2 separate regions of the Mus musculus genome follow, and region 1 is linked to region 2. A link is a contact called in public Hi-C data. All regions are on one chromosome and are shown on one strand. The core of a region is the stretch at or near the end of the contact, and the rest is flanking DNA. Distances in the headings are between cores, read along the strand shown. Region 1 has its middle 15 kb from the start of Noc4l. Region 2 has its middle 30 kb from the start of Fbrsl1.

The links. Hi-C and Micro-C count contacts between places; a contact is called where the count stands out from the background.
Region 1: a Hi-C map of bone marrow-derived macrophages shows a contact between it and region 2, with 30 read pairs. The contact joins two enhancer-like sites. A contact is called at or near these places in 2 of 15 datasets of contacts at CTCF or cohesin (the NIH/3T3 cell line and large pre-B cells), 14 of 484 Hi-C or Micro-C datasets (B cells, CD8 T cells, the F1.1 cell line and 11 more), 16 of 115 datasets of contacts at active chromatin or transcription factors (the HPC-7 cell line, bone marrow-derived dendritic cells, craniofacial prominence and 5 more) and 1 of 9 other capture datasets (embryonic stem cells).

Annotation. Positions count from the first base shown.
Region 1 is chr5:110,634,658-110,641,467 of GRCm38.p6, forward strand. No RefSeq gene overlaps it. Among named protein-coding and RNA genes, the nearest start is that of Noc4l, 15 kb to the right of the region's middle. Within about 2 kb of position 5,049, at least 32 of the 459 cell types and tissues checked have an H3K27ac peak or open chromatin away from gene starts, as enhancers often do. A contact at or near this core is called in bone marrow-derived macrophages, where this site is marked.
Region 2 is chr5:110,474,487-110,482,275 of GRCm38.p6, forward strand. It overlaps the pseudogene Gm32996. Among named protein-coding and RNA genes, the nearest start is that of Fbrsl1, 30 kb to the left of the region's middle. Within about 2 kb of position 2,610, at least 9 of the 459 cell types and tissues checked have an H3K27ac peak or open chromatin away from gene starts, as enhancers often do. A contact at or near this core is called in bone marrow-derived macrophages, where this site is marked.

The DNA of each region.
Region 1 (6,810 bases), core at 3,799-6,298, 160 kb after region 2:
GACCCAAACTCAGGTCACCAGGTTCTGTCCAAGACAGACACAGCTGTACACCACAGATACACACACACACAAACATAAACTACATAATTGTATGCACATCCACACACATCACATATGTGCACCCCCACATATGCTTGCATCTCATACATGATACATGTGTATGTGTAGCCACATACATACATACAAAACACGCACATATATCTATATCTGTGTGATATGCGTGTACGTACACACCGCAAACATACTATGGATTCTACAATCACACGCAAATGTGGCTCCTGTGATCCCTTTTGTTCCCTGAGAGGCCACCCACATCTTTGAGCATGACAGCTTGCCATTCAGTTCAAAGAAAACTGACTGTCAACATTCCTTCCCACATCCCTCCTTCCCTCTGCTGTTGCCCAGCCTTGGGTAAACATGCCCTTAAACTGGGGCAGATGTGCCACTGGGACCCCATGCACCAGCTTGGCAGATGGGTGCTCATGATTGTTGTAGAAATAATTTAATCCCAGCCTGGGGTTCCTACCCCACCTTTGGTTATTGAATTCCCAGATTTAAATACACACACACACAGCCTTTATATTTACAATAAGCCCTAAACAGCACAATAGTTAGGCAGCTGCCTACCCTCCACGCTGTTAGAATCCACTTTCCGATTGATAACCCTAAGTTATCACTTCCTATTTGCTATGTCCCACCTGGGCTGCTCTTAGCACCAATTGGGCAGCCCTCGGGGCCATGCTCTCTTGGTTACCTTAGCCCATAGTGGCTGCTGCTTCCTTCTCGCCTGAACATTCTTCCTCATGGTGGTTCTCTCCAAGCCCACAAAACCTAAACCCTACCTATCTCTCTTCAGCCCAGCTATTGACTGTCGGCATCTTTATCAATTAGAAATATCTTGGGGGGGGGACTCTCTTGTCTCTGGGGCAGCCAGTCTTGGGGCCCCCAAATTAGCATTAGAATACAAGCAGCAACAGGTCAACCCACTATACATGACTGCCACGACGCAGGTGAGCCAGCAGAACATGGCTGGCAGAGGCTCAGTGGAGGCACAATTACCAAGAGGGGTGATGTCTATAGCAAGTTAGTCAACCACATTCTCCTGGTTCTAAAGTGTCGTGAAGAGAGGGCAGGAGCTGGGCTTGACTCAAATGTCTAGTAGTCAAGGACCCATGGCCAGCAGAGTCCTTGCTTGTTGGTCAACTTCCCTAGGCAGACATAATAGAAATTCCCTGGGGCCAGAGTCAAAAACAGACTTGGCAAATTGAATGAGCTTAACAAGGGTGACATAAAGATACCAATTGCTGCAGTCTCCCCAAGTCACCAACCCCTCTCATGCATCAGGCTCTTGTTTTGTTCTATTTATTTTTTTTTTATTTTTTTATTTTTTTAAATTATAAAGGTCCTAAGGCTACTCGAAATTGAGGCAGACCTGGTTTTAGGGCTCCACCTAGTGTTCATAAAGCAAAGTGACTCTGTGTAAATAACAAAACTAAGAACCATTTTCCTCCCCAACAGGATATTGTGGCTTATTCCAGTGTGTAGAGCTGACACCATTTAGAGGTAGAATGGAACAGATAAATGAGGCGGACTTGTGCCCCATGCAATAGCCTACTTTATTCAGATCCTCAGGTATTTATTCCCTGAGGGTTAAAAAAGGTAACAAGGAGCCCGTGGTGGCACACACCTTTAATCCCAGCACTGGGGGAGGGAGGGTTGCGGGGGGGGGGGGTGGGTGGAAGGGGGAGTGAGGCAGATCTCTTAAGTTCAAAACCAGCCGGTCTACAGAGAATTCCAGGGCAGCCAGGGCTACACTGAGAAACCCTGACTTAAAATGCCACCCCCAAAGAGAGGTCACATGAATAAAGCTCTCAGAAGTGCAAGCTGTATACAGTCTCATGGATAAGCCACATGTGGTAAAGATATGTTTTTTTTTTAAATAGCGGCATATAGACATGTAATTGAATAACAGCAGCAAACAATAATGAGTAATCTGAAGGAAGCTCACTCCTTTCTGCTACCCCTGGGAGGGGCATGAAAACACATTCCAAGAACAATTCCACGCTGTGAGAAAACCCTAAGCTCACAGGACCCTGTCTTCTCGGAGTCTTCTCACAAGGACTCGGCGTCCCCTTCACGTGACTTCATTCCCGGCCCGTGCAGACCTGTGCCAGCTCCAGCAGGCCACGGAGTGTGAAGATGAAGAATGGGCCCCCATCTGGTGGCCACAGACACACACCTCTGTCACATCTTTAAGGTTCAACCGATGTCCAAGAATCTTGTTTCCAATAAACCAGAAAGGAGCCACCAAGCCTCCAGGAAATGAAGCAAACGCTTGCACATAGATTCAAGATGAAGTCAATAAAGCAGTGACAGACACCGGGAGTCAAGCAGGTGACAGATGTGAGGAGAGTGGGCGTCACAGAGGCCTACCAAGGACTAAGGAACAGGAGTATGGGAGGGAGCTTCCACTTTGTTTGACACAAGCCGAGGACTCTTGAATAAAAAGAGCCCTCGGTGTGAGCTGAATTCCTACTCCTTGGTGGTCCCAGTCATGTGGGACTGAGATATTGCTAGTATTCAAAGGATGTTTTTATAAGGGCACAAAGTCCCAGTATAGATAAATGAACACCCGGGAAAGAGCCTTTTAAACCTGGCGGCTGATGAAGGAAACAGTTGGTCAAATACTTCAGAAGGGGATCTGGAAGCACAGATTGTGAGCCCCTAGGAACTACTGTCCGTTCTGAGTTGGTAGCCACAACGTAACTCATACAGGCCTAGGGTTCACTGTCACCACAGCTCAGAAAGCAATGGATGGTAAAGGGAGATGGGAGAATAGGCCCTTCAGGGGGACACTGACCCCAGAGAATTAAGAACAGGTAGCCGATCTCACCAGAGAGGGAACAGGCTCTGGTAACTGTCACCGGCTAAAACCAAGCCTGCTGACTTGTTTCCTAAGTGGGAATAGTGACCAGCCTCTTCTGATGGTTGCAAGGCCTGCTTATGGCTGTCACTCAGCTGCCCCTAGATCTCCTTATGGTTGGATGCCAGCCACAGCCTTCTAGGTCTGAGTAGACAGCCAGCAGCTGCTACAGAGGTTCCTACCTCAGGGGGACCCAGCCCTGACCTAGGAAGCTATTTTAAAAAGAGTTATCTGTGTCCACCAAGCCAGCCCAGCTGTAGAATAAATGCTGTTGTACTTTGTATATTCAGTTCCAAAGCAATTTGCACTCTGGCCACTGTACTAGAAGGGACACAGGCACAGACTACAGAAGGTATTCCTGAGCTAGCAGCTTGGCTCTGTGATGGTAAGAGTGTAGCTTTTTCTAGCAGCTACTGACCTAGAGGTGAGACCCTGAGAACAGATGAAGTTCCCTAGGGAGCATCCATGTACCCCAACCTCTAGTGGGGCAGTCATTTTTAGCTGGGGATGTTTGCCAAAGCACCAAGCATGGCTGTTATTTGGGAAGTATGTCACTGACATCTTCGTCCCTATAGCAAATTTGCTAAGTGCCAATTAGATGCTCAAGTGTCTCCACCTCCCTTCGGGCATGGGATTCATTACTTGTGAGTATGACTCGATTGCCTGAAGTATTTGCATCTCTAGGTAGAAGACAGGAGGGACAAAGAAGAAAGGACGAGGAGGAAGAGAAGAGTCATAAGGTGAAGCCATTGCACATTGAAAAGGGAGACTTGTTAACGCACAATAACTACTCAGTAGATGGGGCTGCAGTGAGCCCCTTATATTCATTCCTCTAAGACTCAAGAAGAGAGGGGGCTGGAGAGATGGCTCCGTGGTTAAGAGCACTGACTGCTCTTCCCATGGTAGCTCACAACCATCTGCAATAGGATCTGATACCCTCTTCTGGTGTATCTGAAGATAGCAACAGTGTACTTATATAAATAAAATAAATAAATCTTTAAAAAAAAAAAAGACTCAAGCAGAGAGGCCTCTCCTCTGCCTGTGTAGTCATAACAGAATACCTGAGAAATACTAACTAGGAAAAACAAATTAACGATCTGGAAATTCACAGTCAAGATGCCCTCAGTGAGGGCCTCCTGCTTCATGGTCACATAAGGTAGAAAACACACACACTGTTTGTATTCAAATGTTAGTACTGGTTCCTCGAGAGAGTCTCCTCACCCCACCCCACCCAGCAGACTACCTCGTCCTCAGGTGATACCATGTTGACCTCCCATTTTAACTGCCAATAAAAGGCTAGAGCCTGTGATTGGGCAGTGGAGGGGAAAAGGTGGGACTGGAGAGGGAGTAGGAGGCAGAGGAAGAAGGGGAAAGAGGACAGAGGAAGAAGGAGGAGGAAGCCATAATGGGCCAGAACCGCATGGCTGGGAGAAGCCGCAAGCAACAAGGGGTCTCATAGCTGGGGAATAAGTTAGTAGTATATTAGATTTTCCCAATCCACTCCCCTCAGCCCCATATAAATAACTAGGGCTGATCTCTAAAGGTGCACCAGGATGGAAATTAAACACCAAATGGGTCTAAGGGGTCTACAGACTGAGGCTCCCTCTCCAAACCCCAAGCAAACCTCAGCAACCAGTGGCAGCGCCCCTGCCCTGAGCTGGACATAGGCAGCGCCATAACATGGTTTGGGGGGGGGGGGGTCCCTGCGCCTACAGAAGAACCAAGGACCCTGGGGCACGACTGCCTGAGAAGCAGCCTGCAGTCTTCACAGCTGAGGATCAACAACTGAAAACACACACACACACACACACACATACACACACACACACACACACAATACAAAAAACCAAAATCTAACTTTCCAAAGCTTTCTCTCACAGGCACAGCTGGCTGATCTGGGTATCTCTACCCCGAGCAGGCCTTCCTGCGCTCGCTTTTCCTGTATCCCCCACGTCTAAACTGGACACGGAACAGCCAGACCTGCTCTCCCGACTGCAAGCTGCCTGAAATCAGTGCACATGCTGCCGACTGCAACCCAAACAAAAGCCAGAGAGAGGCTCAGAAGTCCCACGTCTTTCTACAGTTAGCCACCACCACCCACTTCCTGCGAATAAGATTCCGAGAGGACTGCAATGTCCTGAATCGAACACCAGGGGGAGACAAAGGTACAAGAAGCTCCAGATCAGGTACTGAGAATTCAAAATTGACAATCACAAAAATTAGATACCTCCTTTAATCCCAGCACTTGGGAGGCAGAGGCAGGCGGATTTCTGAGTTCAAGGCCAGCCTGGTCTACAGAGTAAGTTCCAGGACATCCAGGGCTATACAGGGAAACCCTGTCTTGAAAAACTGAAAGAAAAGAAAAAAAGAAAAGACTGGGCAATACAGCCTAAAGAAAACACAAGAACTAAAGGAATTTGTAGGTCATGCTAAGCAACAGAGAGAAGAAAATGAATACAGCCTAGAGGAAAATCTGGAACGAAAGGTACAGGATTCTATTGGTCAAGATAACAGAGAGAGGAACATGAAGGTTAGAGACAGGAGCTGGAAAAGATGCTAGAACAAAGAATGCAAAATTTCACAGGTCAGAATGAGCAGCAGAGAAGAAGAAATGAGAATTGGAAGTGAGACTTGGAGGAGAATCTTCTAAAATTAATCAGTCAAAATAAAATAGACATCACAATATCAGGATTACAACATAAAGAAAAAATAAGGTGAAGGGGAGCTCTGAGCAGGGGGTGCAGACACTTAAGGAACAGGAGGAGCAACAAAAGGAGAAGTCTGAGGCATGGGGGCAAGCTTTGGAGGAGAGGTTACAAAAAGATATTATTAGGTTGAACAAAACACCAGGATGACAGAGATACAAGCGCTAGAGAAATATTGGCACAGGGGCTGGAGAGATGGCTCAGTGGTTAAGAGCACTGACTGCAGCCGGGCGGTGGTGGCACGCACCTTTAATCCCAGCACTTGGGAGGCAGAGGCAGGCGGATTTCTGAGTTCGAGGCCAGCCTGGTCTACAGAGTGAGTTCCAGAGCAGCCAGGGCTACACAGAGAAACCCTGTCTCGAAAAAAACAAAAAGACTGGAAGGATGTGGTAAAAGCAATATGAGAACCCGGGTCACCTTTATAATGGTGCTTGTGGTGGAGAGAAGAAGCAAAGGAGATAGCCCAACAAAATAAAGCCAGAGGTAAGAATATTTCTGAAGTTCTGCTGCTTGGGGAAGGTCATTTTGCTGAGCTAGAAGTAGACGCTGAATATGATGAAAGCTTGATGTTATGTGCTAAGGCAGCCTTAAATGCTTGAGACGAAGTCGCAGAAAGAGTAGAAAGACTTGAACCTTTTTTTTTTCAGGCCAAGCAAGGTCTAAAAGAAACATTCCTTGACTTTTTCCAAAGGTTGTCTTTATCTGTGGAAAGAAGTACATTGGATCCATTAGTAAGAAAGTCCTGAATCAAGACTTTATCTTTTGAAAATGGGAATGCTGAATGCAAAGAAGTAATCAGACCATTGAAGGCAGGGTCAGCATCAATAGAAGAGTGGATTAGACATACAGTGGATGTTAGACCCCGTTCACCTGATATGACCTTAACAGGAGAAGCTGCCACTAGAGGCCTTGAGGCCATACAACATTTCTTAATCGTGGTGAGCAAGGTTATGTCAAAAGAAACTTCAGAGAAACTGGGCAGTGGTGGTGCACGGCTTTAATCCCAGCACTTGGGAGGCAGAGGCAGGCAGATTTCTGAATTCAAGGCCAGTCTGGTCTACAGAGTGAGTTCCAGGACAGCCAGGGCTACACAGAGAAACCCTGTCTTGGGAGAAAAAAAAAGAGAGAGAGAGAAGCTTCAGAGAAAACCAAATTAATTCCAAAAGGGAGCCCAAGCCTCCT
Region 2 (7,789 bases), core at 1,360-3,859:
GCACGCAGCCTGGCTGCTGTCGGAGGCCATCTTGCTTTGCATCAGCGTGGGTGAGTTTGGTCAGGGCCGTCCCCTGGCTTTGGTAGCCTCAGGTGGACGTTGGAAGACCCGTTTCTCAGAAACAGGGAGCAGTGCTGCCTTACTGACCCCGGGAGGTGTTTTCCTGCCTGGACACCCTTCCCACTTCTACTCCACTGTCTTCCATTCCTGCCCTGCTTGGGCTCCCCAATTTCCATTCAACATTGTACCTAACGGTCACATCAAGGCCATGTGGCCTTCCATGGTGGTTGCTTTGAAAAGGAAGATTTGACCCAATTCTGGCTCAGAAACTAGGTGGGAAGAGTGGCCACTGTGGTCTGCAGAATTCCAGGAACATTATCTGTCTCCTTCAGGGTTTTATACAGACTTCAGTTTTTGGGAGCTTGAGGCATGTGGCTTGTGGGAGCATATGAGCCCTAAAACAGCAAACTAAACTCCTAGAACCCAGAATTTCATAAAAGAGTAGTTCTCAGGCTTGAACTAAAGCTGGGAACTGAACTGTCAGGACCACAGTGCTCTCATGGCCCCACCTGTCATGGCCAGACCGAACCTGTGCAAAGGCCTGCTCCACCTGATTTGAGGTTCACACTTCCATTCGAGACCCGTCTTCCATCTCTCTGTCTTCCAAATCCACATGAAATAAGTCAGATGTTTTCTTTAGGTTTCATATAGCCCGATTAGTCTCAAACTTGCTATCAGCTGATTGTCACTTGTTCTTGCTTTCTGCCTCCCAGAGTGTTGGTTTTACACACACACACACACACACACACACACACACACACACACACCACAAATACTTTTTTAAAAAGGGAACACCAGGCTAGGCTCTCCAGCCTGGCTGGCTGACAGCGTCTGGGGGTGGCAGCAGTGGTGAGAACGAACAGGAGTCTTAGGGACCTGGGCTTGACTGTCTTGCTGTCCTGAGACAGGACAGGGCATCTGTGGAACACTGAATAGTATCCCCAGGGAGGGAAGGATGAAGGCAGGTATGAGCTCAGGTTCAGGAGGTGGGAGGATAAACTGGTTGTTAACGACCCCGGAACAAGTGGTGCCCTGAGGAACTGGGAAATAGGTACCGAATCTTTAAGATATTTGTGGTGGCAGTGTGTGCTTTATTAATCAGGCGGTGAGCAGTGTTAGAATGGTGAACTGTGAAACCCTTTTCAGTATCTCTTTACTTTCAACAGAGTATTTTTTCCAAACTGAAAATGAAAGGCTTTGCCAAAGCACCCTGTTCTGCCTCTCAGAGTAGGACACAGGATTCTGAGATGGCTGGCAGGGCTGTAGATGAACAGGCATGGTTAGGGCTTCCAAGTGGGTATGAACACAAGTTTTTCTTTGAGCCGTATTGGTGTATACATAGATGCATATGTGCTCAGACTTACTTGGTCTCATATTCTTCAGAAGAGCTGTTTCTAAACTATTTAAAATTATATTTATTTTGTGTATATGTGTATGTGCGCACAACCCCATCTGCCTGCCTCTGCCTCCCAAGTGCTGGGACTAAAGGCGTGCGCCGCCGCCACCACCCAGCTCTAAATTCTTTTTTTTTTTTTTTTTTTTTTTTTTTAAGATTTTTATTTTTTATTTATTATATATAGGTACAATGTCGCTGTCTTCAGACACTCCAGAAGTAGGAGTCAGATTTTGTTACGGATGGTTGTGAGCCACCATGTGGTTGCTGGGATTTGAACTCCGGGCCTTCGGAAGAGCAGTCGGGTGCTCTTACCCACTGAGCCATCTCACCAGCCCCCAGCTCTAAATTCTTAATAAATACAGATTTTGAGCACACACACACACACACACACAAGAAACACTGTACAGATTTCTACAACTTCTGAGACTCTTGTCATTTGTTGTTTATGGTCTCAGAGTTTTTTGTTTTAACCTTTAAAAAAAATTTATTATTTATGTGTGTATGTGAATGTGTCTGCCTCCCCAATCCCCAATCCCAGCCCTGTTTCGACTGGGATAGCTGCAGCGAGTTATGAGGTTGATAAATTGGTGTGTCCATTCACAGAATGGGAGGCAGTGGGTAGGGGTGAGTCTGTCTTTGGGCATGTGTCCATGGTCCCTGAGCCCTGGGGTTCCACTAGCAGTCCCCACCATAGCCCTCATCTCAGGGAATTAACTGTCTTTATGACTTAAGGTCCCAGACCATGCCAACCCCTCACACACAGAGAAATACCTTCCCAGTATCCTGGCAAAGGCTGATTCATCAGATTGAGTGATTCCTCTAGGTAGGGCCCCTGCCCCTGTGAAGTCAGTGTAGCCTGAGGCCTGCTGTATCCACAGCAAACTGCTTTTTCCACCTAAGTCTAGTTCATCTTAATTGTGTCACAAGGAAGAATAGAGGCCAGATGCAAGGGTCTCAGGTCTCGAGAACCCAGGTATAAAGTCCTGGAATGATTAACCCAAGTATTTGGCCCTGGAACAATGCCTTCGTGGAACTTCAATGAGGCAGGTATGATTGGCATCCTTGCTTTGCCTACAGACAAGGCTACAGGGCACAGAGAGGTTATGTCGCTTATGTGGACTCCCACAGTGAGTGACCAGAACAACTGACCCCTGAGTCATCTCTACTGTCCTGTTTCCTATATTGCCTTTCACACAGGCCTACGGTTAATCGTGGTGACGACATACCAGATTCATTCTCCCAGAGAGCTTCCTCTTCTTCCTGAGAAGAGCAAGGTCCTGGAGAGATGGCTTAGCAGTTAAAAGCACATCCTGCTCTTGTAAGTTGATCTGAGTTTGGTTCCCAGCATCATATTAAAAAGCTCACAGCTGACTGCAACTTCAATCCTAGGGAAACCAACGTCCTTTTTTTGGACTCCAAGGGCACCTGTACTAATGTGCATGTACCCGTAAACATGCACACACATACATATAACAGAAAATAAAATCTTTTTGTTGTTGTTCACATAGAGAGACAAGGTTTCTCTATGTAGTCCTGGCTGTCCTGAAACTGAGGCTGAAACAGAGATCTTCAACAGAGACCTGCCTGTCTCACTTAGATTCCTGAATGCTGGGATTAAAGGCATGTGTTACCATGCTAAGCAAAAAAAACTTAATAAATATTAAAAGAATGCTGGACATGGTGGCGCACACCTTTAATATCAGCACTCGGGAGGCAGAGGCAGGCAGATTTCTGAGTTTGAGGCGAGCCTGGTCTACAGAGTGAGTTCCAGGACAGCCAGGGCTACACAGAGAAACCCTGTCTCAAAAAACCAAAAACAAGCAAACAAACAATACACACACACACACACACACACACACACACACACACACATGGACAAGCAAGTCTTGATTTAAGAAGGACTTTCAGGAGCTGATGACATAGCTCAGTAGTGCCTGCATTGCTTAGATGAAGCTCTTAGATAAAGCTCTTCGTGATTCCCAGAACATACAAAACCAAGTGTTGGGGGAATTTACATGTAATCCCAGCCCCTGGAAAATGGAGGCAGTGAGATCAGGAGTTCAAGATCATTCTTAACTACAAGTTCAGGATAAATGGGGACACATGAGACACTGTCTTAAAAAAAAAAAAAAAAAAAAGATCTGGGCTGGAGAGATGGCTCAGTGGTTAAGAGCACGGACTGCTCTTCCAGAGGTCCTGAGTTCAATTCCCAGCAACCACATGGTGGCTCACAACCATCTGTAATGGGTATGTCTGAAGAGAGCAATGGTGAATACATTAAAAAAAAAAAATCTAGGAAGCCCCTTCTGGCAGGAAGGTGTGGCAGGTCCCGGGAAACCTGCTGAGGAAGGTCCCGGCCACTGCTAGCCAAGGTCAGTTTCAGAGCTTATGTTGAAGGCCCCTCCACTTATCCCTTCCCTAGCTTCACCTGGATTTCCTGACCTCTGGATCCTCAGCGGATCTCCAGAGCCCCTACTTTCTATCAGGTTCTTTTGTCTATTTGTGTATTTGTCTGTTTACATTGAGGTTTATTTAATTCTATATGTATGGGCATTTTGCCTACATGTATGCCTGTGTGCCATATGTATAAGTACTCAGAGAGGCCAGAGGAGAGCATCGGAACTGGAGTCATAGACAGTTGTGAGGCATCCTGTGAGTGCTGAGAATCGAACCCGGGATCGAACCTGGGTCCTCTGGAAGAAGAGTCATTACTTTTTTTTTTTTTTTTTTTTTTTTTGGTTCTTTTCGAGACAGGGTTTCTCTGTATAGCCCCAGCTGTCCTGTAGACCAGGCTGGCCTCAAACTCAGAAATCCTCCTGCTTTTGCCTCCCGAGTGCTGGGATTAAAGGCGTGCGCCACCACTGCCCAGCTGAGTCATTACTCTTAATCTCTTCTGCCCTATTCTTTTCATTTGCTTCTTCTTCTTCTTCTTTTTTAAATTATTTATTTATTTTATGTATGTGAGTACACTGTAACTGTACAGATGGCTGTGAGCCTTCATGTGGTTGTTGGGAACTGAATTTTAGGATCGCTATTTGCTCTGATTGGCCTCACTCGCTCTGGGTCAACTCCACTCTCTCAGTCCCTGCTTGCTCGCTCGGGCCTAAATATTTATTTATTATTATATGTAAGTATACTGTAGCTGTCTCCTGACACACCAGAAGAGGGTGTCAGATCTCGTTGATGGGTGGTTGTGAGCCACCATGTGGTTGCTGGGATTTGAACTCAGGACATTGGGAAGAGCAGTCAAGGCTCTTACCCGCTGAGCCATCTCACCAGCCCTCCTTTGCTCCTTTAATGAGTCTCAGATGTGATTGACTTTTTCAAATAGTCATTGTGGGTCAGTGGGGAAAAGGGATCAAACTGCAAGACTTCCTCTTTGGATTGTATATAGAGGAGGTCAGAGGGACAAGTGACTCCTGTGACTCCTGTGAGACAGACTTCCTGTGCTGCTGTAGAGTCGCCTGAGACCTTATCTGCAAGTGCGACATGCCCGAGTACTTCCTGAAGACCGGCACTCACAGTTAATTTCGCCATCCTGCGTTTCCACGTGGATGTGCGAGTATTTACACTGTTGGAACTCTGTTTTCCTTGTTGGACCCTGACCAATACATTTCCCTGCATGGGTTTTGATGGAAGAGAACTCAACCTCCAATGCAAGGGAGCCCCACTCTGTTGGCCCAGGAACAAGGAAGGGGGAGATCATTAGATATTTGCAATTATTATTATTATTACTAAGTATTATTATTATTATTATTTGAGACAGGGTTTCTCTGTGTAGCCCTGGCTGTCCTGGAACTCACTCTGTAGACCAGGTTGGCCTCGAACTCAGAAATCTACCTGCCTCTGCCTCCCAAATGCTGGGATTAAAGGCATGTGCCACCACCACACTTGGTCAATTATTTCTTAATTCAAGTAAAGGGGAACTGGCCGTGGTGGCTCACACGTGCGATCTCAGCTTTTAGGAGGCTGAGAAGGAGGATTACAAGTTTGAAGGCATCTTGGGCTACAATGTGGGGCCTTGTCTCGAGAACAAACAAAATAACAACAAGCAGGGGCTGGAGAAGTGTCTCCATACTTAAGAGCCTTTGCTGCTCTTGCAGAAGACGGACATTGTGAGTCATAACTACCTGTAATTCCAGTTCTAGGAGATCTCGCATCCTCTGTTCTGGGGTCCATGGGCACACACACATACCAGGTATGTGTACATGTATGAAGGCAAAATGATCATATGTGTAAAAGAAATTTTAAAACATCTTAACCACAAATCGAAAAGAACAATCTTGAATGGATTTCAGGTGCCAGAGTTCTCCTATCTAAGAGGATTACAGGAATGGGGAATCAAAATCGTGATTTTTAAAATCTAGATAGACCCAACAGGAACAAAACATAGAGTCCTAGTCTTAAGAAAGCTACTAAATTATTGTGACCTGCTAAGGATAATTAAAAAAAAAAACCATACAAGTTTGTACCTTCTCTTACCCATTTGATACTGATTTTAGAAATTGTTTACACTGTTAGAACTTGGGTGTTGCCTCCTGAAAATTATGGTTAGGCTCCGTGTCTTCACTCTTCAAAAGGTACTTTATTTTACCACAGTGAGGAGATTTCAAACTTTAAACGTATTAAAACCACATTCCACGGCTGAACCAGTCCGTGGAAACTGTCTGCCCCCTAAAGCAGTCTTTTCAGAGAGACAGTTGAAATCCTCTCCCGGACTGGTGGGGCTCCGGAAGGACCGTGGCTGACACCAGGGGTCCCGTTGGCCTTTCCACCCGGGAGCTGTCCATGCAGCGGCCAGCCTGGTGCGAGCGTCACCGGCGGTAGCTTGAAGTGGACACAGAGCTGGAAGATGCTGCTGGCGAACTGGCAGGGAAGCCGTGGATGTGCGAGTATTCCAGTTGCGACTGAGGATCTTGAAGGCGATGTCGTCGTAGGGTGGCCGACGTGGAAGCGCAGGATGGCGAAATTGGAACTGTGAGTGCCGGTCTCCAGGAAGTACTCGGGTATGTCGCGCTTGCAGATGAGGTCTGGGTAGAAACCGTTGGACTTGTAACCCTGCACAATCTCGGGCGGCGGGTTGTCGAAGCTCTAGGGCATCTAGTTGTACTTGTTCCACTCGAAGCCTGGTGTGCACGCGGCTGAAAAAGTGTGGCTTGCGGGGCCGCCCAGCGGCAACTCCACACTGATCTGCGCCTCATCCTGCCCCATGACCTCGGCGCTCCTGTTCCGAGTCGCCTATGGCCTAGAGCTGCTGGGGCGACAACTGCAGAAGCTGCAGGAGGTGGCTCCTGCAGGTGCGTGTTCAGCTGTAGCTCCTGTGCGGTGAGCACTGAAGGATCAGGTCCTCGTCCATCAGCACCGCCTCACGGTTTGCCTTGGCCTCTGCCTCTGCATCCCCGGGTGCCAGAAACCGTCCCCCCTCGGGTCCCACCGAAGGCCAGCAATTGGGAGCCAGCTCCTCAGAACCGAAGCTGTGTGTGTCCGCAGGTCTGCGCTTGAGGATTGGGAACCGCAGGCCCTGCTTCTGCTTCACTTTGAACAGCTTCGGCCAAAGAACAATCTAGTGGCTCTCACGGAGCCTGGCCCTGGCCATGTGTGCAGGCAACTGCTGCAAGCAGGCTCCCCCAGTAGCCCATCTCGAGGTTGGGGCCGCCAGCACGGATCTTTCCTTGGATGCCCTAAAAGATGACCTGTATGTCGTCCCTTGAACACCGATTGCTGACCGAGGCCTTGACCACCTCACCGTGCTTGCCTAGGTCTTCGCCTGAGGCCTCCTGCTTGAGGAGCTTGGCAATCTCATACTTCATGATGGTTGTCATGCCGCGCCAGAAGTCCACGTTCTTGCCCTGCTCCAGCTCTACGCACACCTGGATGTCCCCTACCAAGTCCTTCATGTTCGCCACCGCGAGGTGCTGGAGGAAGGTGTAGGATTTGTGCATCTCCACTGCCAGTCTTCGTCCTCTGCATGGACGTAGTTGGCCAGCAGGTCGATGGCTTGGCCCACCTGTCTCGAATTTGGATCTTGGAGTCAAGCTTGGTCTGCTGAAGGTGGAAACTGTCCTGCTCCCATGGCCGCAGATGCTCCGGAGCGTCTTAGGGATTCCAAGGGAGCCTCAGATGACTCAGGGGAGCACTTGAGTCTGTTGATCTCAAGAGCCCAGCTCCTTACCGGAGTCAGAGTGTGAGCACTGGTCCTGTGAGTATCATCAGGGAGGCTGCGGGCTCCGGCTTTACCTCCTGGACCTCTGCCACCGGTCTCCCTCCGAATCCAGCCTGTGTCCTGGATTGCTCTCCCGCTACCCACCTGCTCCCAACGCCTCTGGCTGCCCT